Linked DNA regions of Rattus norvegicus: region 1 is linked to region 2. The links are chromatin contacts, called in public Hi-C maps. All regions are on one chromosome and are shown on one strand. The core of a region is the stretch at or near the end of the contact, and the rest is flanking DNA. Distances in the headings are between cores, read along the strand shown.

Evidence for each region. A called contact is a pair of places that touch in the nucleus more often than the background predicts.
Region 1: a Hi-C map of liver shows a contact between it and region 2, with 7 times the contacts expected there. The contact joins the promoter of Lrrc30 here to the promoter of Ptprm in region 2. A contact is called at or near these places in 3 of 12 Hi-C or Micro-C datasets (hepatocytes, liver and psoas muscle).

What each region holds. Positions count from the first base shown.
Region 1 is chr9:115,071,142-115,074,829 of GRCr8, forward strand. It overlaps Lrrc30 (leucine rich repeat containing 30), which reads right to left and starts at 1,790. Exons shown (of 1, transcript NM_001399306.1): 1 at 122-1,790. The coding sequence starts at 1,727. The coding sequence ends at 825.
Region 2 is chr9:114,788,464-114,791,825 of GRCr8, forward strand. It overlaps Ptprm (protein tyrosine phosphatase, receptor type, M), which reads right to left and starts at 2,014. Exons shown (of 33, transcript NM_001168632.1): 1 at 1,898-2,014. The coding sequence starts at 1,970.

The DNA of each region.
Region 1 (3,688 bases), core at 540-3,039, 280 kb after region 2:
CCTGTCTTCCTTCCCACCTCTTGGCTGTTCTCCCCATGGCTTACCTTGTCTTTGAGGGAATAGCGAAAGCAGAAAGGGGCAACTGTTGGGGAAGGGACTGGAAAGAAGACTGAGGCTCCACACTGAGACCATCTTGTTTATTCCCTGAAAGTCATGATGCCATCTGGTTGAAACCAGCACACACAACCATAAATAGCCCGATACAGATCCTGTAGGCATCATAAAGGAATAGTTCCTATGATCATTTCCCCAAAACCCAAAGGGACAGCTTTGCCTGTTTTGGTCCCAGACAGCACTGAGCCTGCTCCTCTTTACCCTCTCACCTTGAAGGAAGCTTGCTTGGGGCTGACACAGGAACCTGTCTTGCTGTTGCCACCTCACTGCCAGTTACTGGTTACCAGTTACCAGTTGGAGTATAAAATACCCAGAAAGTAGACAGTTTCCACCCTTTCCACCACACTTGGCACACGGGACATAGAAGTATATATTTGATCTTGGAATTACATCAAGTTTGACTTATCACTCATACTACCAAGAGCTAAGTCTTGCCATTTGAGTAGTTTGTTCCTTTTGGTAAAACCCAAAAGCCTGCTTCAAGTCAGGCTTTGGGTGAGATGAACGTATTTTCTTGGTCAGGGATACCAGGATACTAAGGACGGATAAGGTTAAAAGCAAATGTCTCACCTGGGCCAATGCTGTACAGCAGCTTATCACATGGGAGCCCAGCGCTGACAGACACTACATTAGAAGGTTTAAACTAGAGACGGACCCCAGCTAACAGAAGCTGCATGAGCTGACCCTTGTCCATGTGTCTGACATCCGCCTCAGTTGTGCTTTTTGTCCTTCAGGTAGCTGTAAAGCATCTCCAGGCCGCCCTCCACCAGCTCCGGCAGGGGCTTGGATAAAGGATTATGGGAAATGTGCAGCCCCTTGTCCATGGGATTCCACGCAATCCTCCCCAGTCTGCACAGCAGGTAGAGTTCATCTGGGAGGGTCTGGATGTCGTTATTGTTCAGGTTCAGCAGCTCTAGGCTGGTGACTAGGCAGAGCGACCTGGGGAAGGAGTGGATGTTGTTGCTCTCTGCGATGAAGATCTGCAAGCTAGCCAGGCACTGGATGCTCTCCGCGATGTTTTCCAGGCGGTTGGAGCCCACGTGCAAGAAGTCCAGTTCCTTCAGAGAGAACACGCAGAGGGGGATGTGAGCGAAGTAGTTGTTGCTGAGGTTCAACTTCCGGAGTCTGGCGAGGTCCGCAAAGCTGGCCGGGAGCTGGGACAGGCAGTTGTGGGACATGCTCAGCACTTCCAGGTTCCTGCAAAGGCTGAGCTCGGCCGGCACCTCCGCCAGGCAGTTCATGTTGAGGAAGAGGACCTTGAGGCTCTGGAGGAGACTGACTTCTTTGGGGAGACTCTTGAGGCAATTCCCACACAAGTTTAGGACCACGATCCGGGTCAGCCTGCCCACCTCAGGGGGTAGCACTCGGAGCTGGTTGTGGGACAGATTGAGTTTCTGGACTTCCAGCAAGCCCCACAGAAAATCTGGGATGTCTGTCATCCCTTTCGTGACTAGGCTAAAGCTGACATGACGCATGCCGCGCTTCAGCAGGGACCGTGGGTCCTTCCCCAAGAGCAGGGTATCGTCCCACGAGGAGAACTTCTGCCTCTTCCCCACCAGAAATCTCTTGGGGTCCTTGTCATCGGAGCTGGCCCTGGACTGTTTGACCCCCATCGGATCTTCCTTTCCTCCTTCAAGGTTAGATGTTTGTCCTGCCTGATCTCCCAAAGGTCAGACTGTGGCGGGCAGTGGCAGTGCGGAGGCGAAGACAGAATATGGCCAGGGGATCCTAGCATGGATGGAGTTTGTCTTACCAGGCCTTGCAGATGACCAAGTCAGAAACCTGCGTGGCTGCCCGAGAGCTGTGCCTGGTCCTGGGGGTGTGCTGATGTGGTTTCTCTCTGAGTGGACAGGCTGTAATAGTAGCCTTGTCCCTGAGGCTTCCAAACAGAACTGCTCACTTCCCTCTGTGCACCACAAGACAGCTGTCACTGTCATTCTGCTGGAGTATTACTGACCTGGTATGTGCTCACAGGTTACAGGAGAGGTTTCATATAACTGCTCTCTCGGCTCTTCTTTGGTATCGCAGTTGAGCAGGGTGATTAACAAATGCGGCTAGAAAAAGAAACAAAGTAGAAAATACAGCTGACTGCACCAACAGCGATCCCTGGCTGAGGGAACTGATCCCAGAGAGAGCAACTATTGCAGCTTGCCTGGGCACTATAGGTGGAGTTAGGTTTCCAGAGCCAGGGCTCATCGGATGTTGTCACTGTGCCCACTGCAAGTGTCAATGAACTGTGCTGGTGAAAAAATAGCAAAAGCTGCCCGGACACTTGGCCCTGCCCCAGGCAGAGGTTCTCACTGTGCCTGCCAGGGTGACTTAGTGAGGAGGGTCAGTTTCCCTCACTGCTGCTGTAACTACAGGAGCTCTGGTCCCTCTGTGAAATGACAGAGCGACACTTCAAGTGCAGGACACTCATTATTCTTCAGGGGTGGTTCCATTCCCTGGTTACCTACCATTTCTGTCTCTCTGCCTTTCTGTGTGTCTCTCTTACTATCTCTGTCTCTGATTTTCTCTCTGTCTCAGTCTCTGTCTCTGATTTTCTCTGTCTTTCTGTCTCTGTCTGTCTCTGTATGTCTCTATCTTTTATTTTCTCTGTCTCTCTGTCTCTGTCTCTGTATGTCTCTGCCTCTCTGCCTCTGATTTTCTCTGTCTCTGTCTGTCTATGTCTGTCTCTGTCTCTCTGTGTGTCTGTCTCATTGTCTCTGTCTCTCTGAGTCTGTTTTTATCTCTCTGTTTCTCTCTCAGTCTGGCTCTCTCTGTGTCTCTCTTACTGTCTCTGTCTTTTTCTGTCTCTCTGTCTCTCTGTGTGTCTGTCTGTCTCTGTCTACCTCTCTGTGTGTCTGTCTCATTATCTCTGTCTCTCTGATACTCTCTCTCTCTCTCTCTCTCTCTCTCTCTCTCTCTCTCTGAAGGCTAATTCTACCCTAAGTGTGCAGGGTTCATGGCTGCTCCTATAAGTTGCCGAAGTGTACCTCGCAAAGTTCACAGAATCGAAACCCTGACTTTTCAGAATGTATTTAGTGACATAGGCACATGAGGACCCAGTGAGGAGAAGACAGATTTCCATAAGCTCAGAAGAGGACTCCCAGGAGGATCACCTGACCTCAGTGAATTCTGTCCTCAGATCTGTGAGCAAAGCAAACATCTGAGGTTGAGCTATGCCGTCCAATGCCTGTTCTGGCAGCACTGCAAACGAATGTGCTTGGGTAGAGATGGACACTTTGCACAAGTGGAAAATACTAAAAATTATCTATTTCTGTGAATGGAAGGGAAAGGGCTAGCCAGGTGATGATATCGCTCTGAGGAAGGGTCTGGCAGTGTTCATGATGGACCCAGGAATGCATGGCTCTTGCTGGCCCCAACCCCGCTAACCCTTGGATGCTGCTCTGGGACCCTGATCTTGCCCCACTGCCCACCACCCAGGAGCTCAGCAAGCTTCTACCCAGGAGCTGCCCAGTAGCCTTTGAGTCCACACTTGTGCCTGCTGAGGGGGCCTTCCTGAAGCAGGAAGGGCAGCCATGCCATGGGATGCTGCTTTTGTCTCTGAATGGTGCTGCAGAGCCTGACCTCG
Region 2 (3,362 bases), core at 764-3,263:
GAGGCTTGCCAACTTCAAGTTTTAAATTTCTCAACATTTCTAAACAGTCGTTTGTACACGGCCTTTCATTTTCTCCCCCCCCCCCCCCCACTAACATAGAAAGATAATTCTCGCTTTCCAGATAGAAAAGAAAAGGTGTTTCCATCCATAGCAAAATGATCCTTTAAGGATCTTTAAGAAGAATACCGCTGAACCATATAAATACTTTCAGCCACCTCCTTAGACACAATTTAAAACTTCGTCACAATGATACTCGACACAGCTTAAATTTAAACAAATCCTATCTAAGAGACTTAGGCATGTTAATAATGAGAAAACATCACCAAGGCCTTCTTCAAACTTAGCTTTTCATCCCGAGTTACGAGGCTCCCAAACTGAACACGTTCCTTTATTACTCACTAATAAGAACACAGCCAAAATCTGTATCCACTTTATATCACACAGCTGTGCCTGCCTCAAAGCCTCTTCAGCAGCGCGATTTCCACACTGTCAGGGAGATACTAAACTAGAGGAAGCGCGGTTCTCTATGGAAGTTGGCGGCCGTTTGGGTTTCTTTCAAGGCACTGTACAGCTGAGTACCCGCTCTCCTCCTTCTCTGCCACCAGCTATGCTCAAGGGTCTTGCTGCTCAGCACCAAGCCTGATAGAACCTTCTGTGCCTATGAATTCAAAGGACCAGCATCCCACGATGCCCAGAAAGTCAAACCTGATGCTTTCTCTGGCCAGAGGTCTATGTGCCTTTAATATTTGCAAACGGCACTCCTTACTTTAATGAAAGTTCCCTTCACCAATTTTTTTTAAAAACCCAATTTATTCAGCCTTCCCGAAAACACATAAAACCCCACTTTGCAATTCTTGTTCAAGGTTAAACGCGGCCTTTTTATTAAAAGAGAAAGGTAAAACTCCACTGCCACCATCGCGTGTGGACATTCATGAAATTAACAAACACGAGGAAGTGTGCGCATGTTGTCAGCGTTTGCCAAGCATCCACGTGCGTCCTCCTGGGACAGAAGATCCTAGAAGCCCTGGCACTCTGTGCCACCTTAGGTCTTGCGCCTGACCCTGACTCAAGTCCACATCCCTCTGTCTCCACCAAGAGCTCCTCAAGGCTCGCGAAGCCTGACTGAGCATAGCCTCGGGTTGGCTTGGTGCACACAGCCAGTCCGCTCCACTCCTTTCAGCTGGGATCCCAGCGCAGCCCGGCTGGGTTAGCAAGTTATCACAACCCCCGCTGCACACCATTAGGGAGGCCGAGGGTGGGTTCTGGGCTCCCAGCCACAGTGGCCAGGGCTTGGGGAGAGGCAGATTCCTCTAGGGTCTTGGAGACCTCCCGCGGTGCAGAAAGAGACCGCTGGCACAGGGAAGCCCTGCACCCGTGGGGACCCGCTGAGGTCGCCCACCGCGCCGGGCAGGGGGAGGCAAGGAGGTCAAGTTTGGGGAGGTCGCGGGCTACACCACTAGGTTTGGAGGTCGCTGCGGGCACAACTGAGCACTGGCAGCCCACCCCGGCCGCCACCGGGGTCGAGAGGCCCGCGCAGCGCCTACTCCCGGCGGCTAGAGCGGGGAACTTCAGGCAAAGTTTTCTGCCTTTTCTGCCCAGGCCGCCCAGGAACACAGAGCCCCATGTACAAGTCCAGGCCCTATGGAGACATGGGGCCGAGATGGAGGTGCCTATGCCTGTGCCCGTGCTTGTCCTGCGGGCTCCTGCGTGCGCTGTGCGGGCGCCGGGGCTCGGCGGCTCTTTCCCTCCGGCCATCCGCCAGCCCCGCTCACCCGCTACGCGATGCCGGGTCGGGTCCTGCCTAACCCTGCCCGCCCCGAAGCTCGCCTCGGACTCTCTGACCCGGGGGTCGCCTACGTTTCAGGCGCCCCGGGAACGATAGTGGCGTCCCGCTTACCTGAAAATGTCTCCCCGGCCGCAGTTAGCAAAAGTCCAGCTAAAGTCACCAGGCAAGTCCCAAGTGTCCTCATGGTGCCGAGTGCGCGCCGGGCCGCCTCGGGGCGGCGGCGGCCGGTAGCCTCGGGAAGCCAAGGGGGACGCGAGCCTAAGCTGCAGGCTTCCAGGGTAGATACGACAGCAGCGAAACACCAGACCCCAAAGTGGCAACAGTTGCACAAGTCCGAAGTCCCGGGGCTCCGGGACGTGGGGACGGCGTCCTGGATCCTCTTGCCCTCCCTCTGGCCCCCGCTTAGAGTCTGGCGCCGCCGGGAGAGGGAGCGGAGGGCGCGCCCGGGGAGTCCAAATCCTCGCTGGGATCCGGTGCTCAGCCCGCCTAAGCGCTGCCCCTGATCCGGACCGAGCCGCCCGTGGCGCCGGGTCCGTGGCTGTGATCGCGCGCTTGCAGCCCGCCGCCTCTCCCGCAGCCCCAGCCACCTCGGGCAGCGGCGCGCCGAAGGCCGAGCCCGCGCCGGCTGCGCGCGGGGCTCCTGCTCCGCGACTGACTGGCGATGCCCCGCAGGCCGGCTGGAAGGAGCCCACGTCACGGCCGGGCCGGAGCCGCCGCGGCCCGCTAGAGGGCGCGAGCGCCCGTGTCCCCGGCCCGGGGCCAGCTCGGCCTGCGCGGCGCCTGCGGGCTCCGTGGGGCGGCCACCGCCAAGATGCGGGCGGGACTGGGCGGGCAGGAGCAACGGTCCGGGGCGCCACCCTCGACCCTAGCTCGCCCCGGCAGCGCCTCGGGTTTCCCACGCTGGCTTCGGGGACAGGGACCGCGCCCCAGCCAGAAGTTTGTCCCGGGTCACGGGCGGTGAGGAGTTGGAGCGCGCCAGGCACGGGGCGGCAGTGTCTCCGGCGGTGGCGGTGGTGGTGGCAGCAGCTGGCTCGTGAGCCAGGAAGCAGCCAGAGCCTTCAGCGCCCAGGGCCGCTCGTTCTGCAGCTTGCAAGGGGCATGCATGCCTCTGTGCCCGAGCCCAGAGCCCGGAGAGCAGGACGCGCTTCTGCTGCTCCACTGTGTGGTGTCGCCACCAGTGGAGCCCGGAGCTCGGAAGGCAGCAGTCGCATGGAACCAGGGATTGAGCAGAACCGGCGATTTCTGCAGCTGGTGCAAATGGAGAGTGAATCGGTGTCTTGAAACATTTTAATTCGCCATTTGGGGTCCGAGATGACTATTTTATTAAGTGAACAAAAACGCTATCAATGATTAAATTGAAAGTAAAAATTCAAATTTTTAATTTTAATTTTTTAAAAAAGCTGTTCATCATCTTGCTGAGTCCCGCCATTAGGGCACCTGTAGGCTATTTACCAAGCGAACTGCGGGCCACGCTGGTTAAACTAAGATCCCAATTTGTGTTCTGATGTATGTAAGTAGGTTAGAGCTCCACAGCGCGGAGCCTGGAGATCTCACATTGCCTCTCCTGTAGGACCTT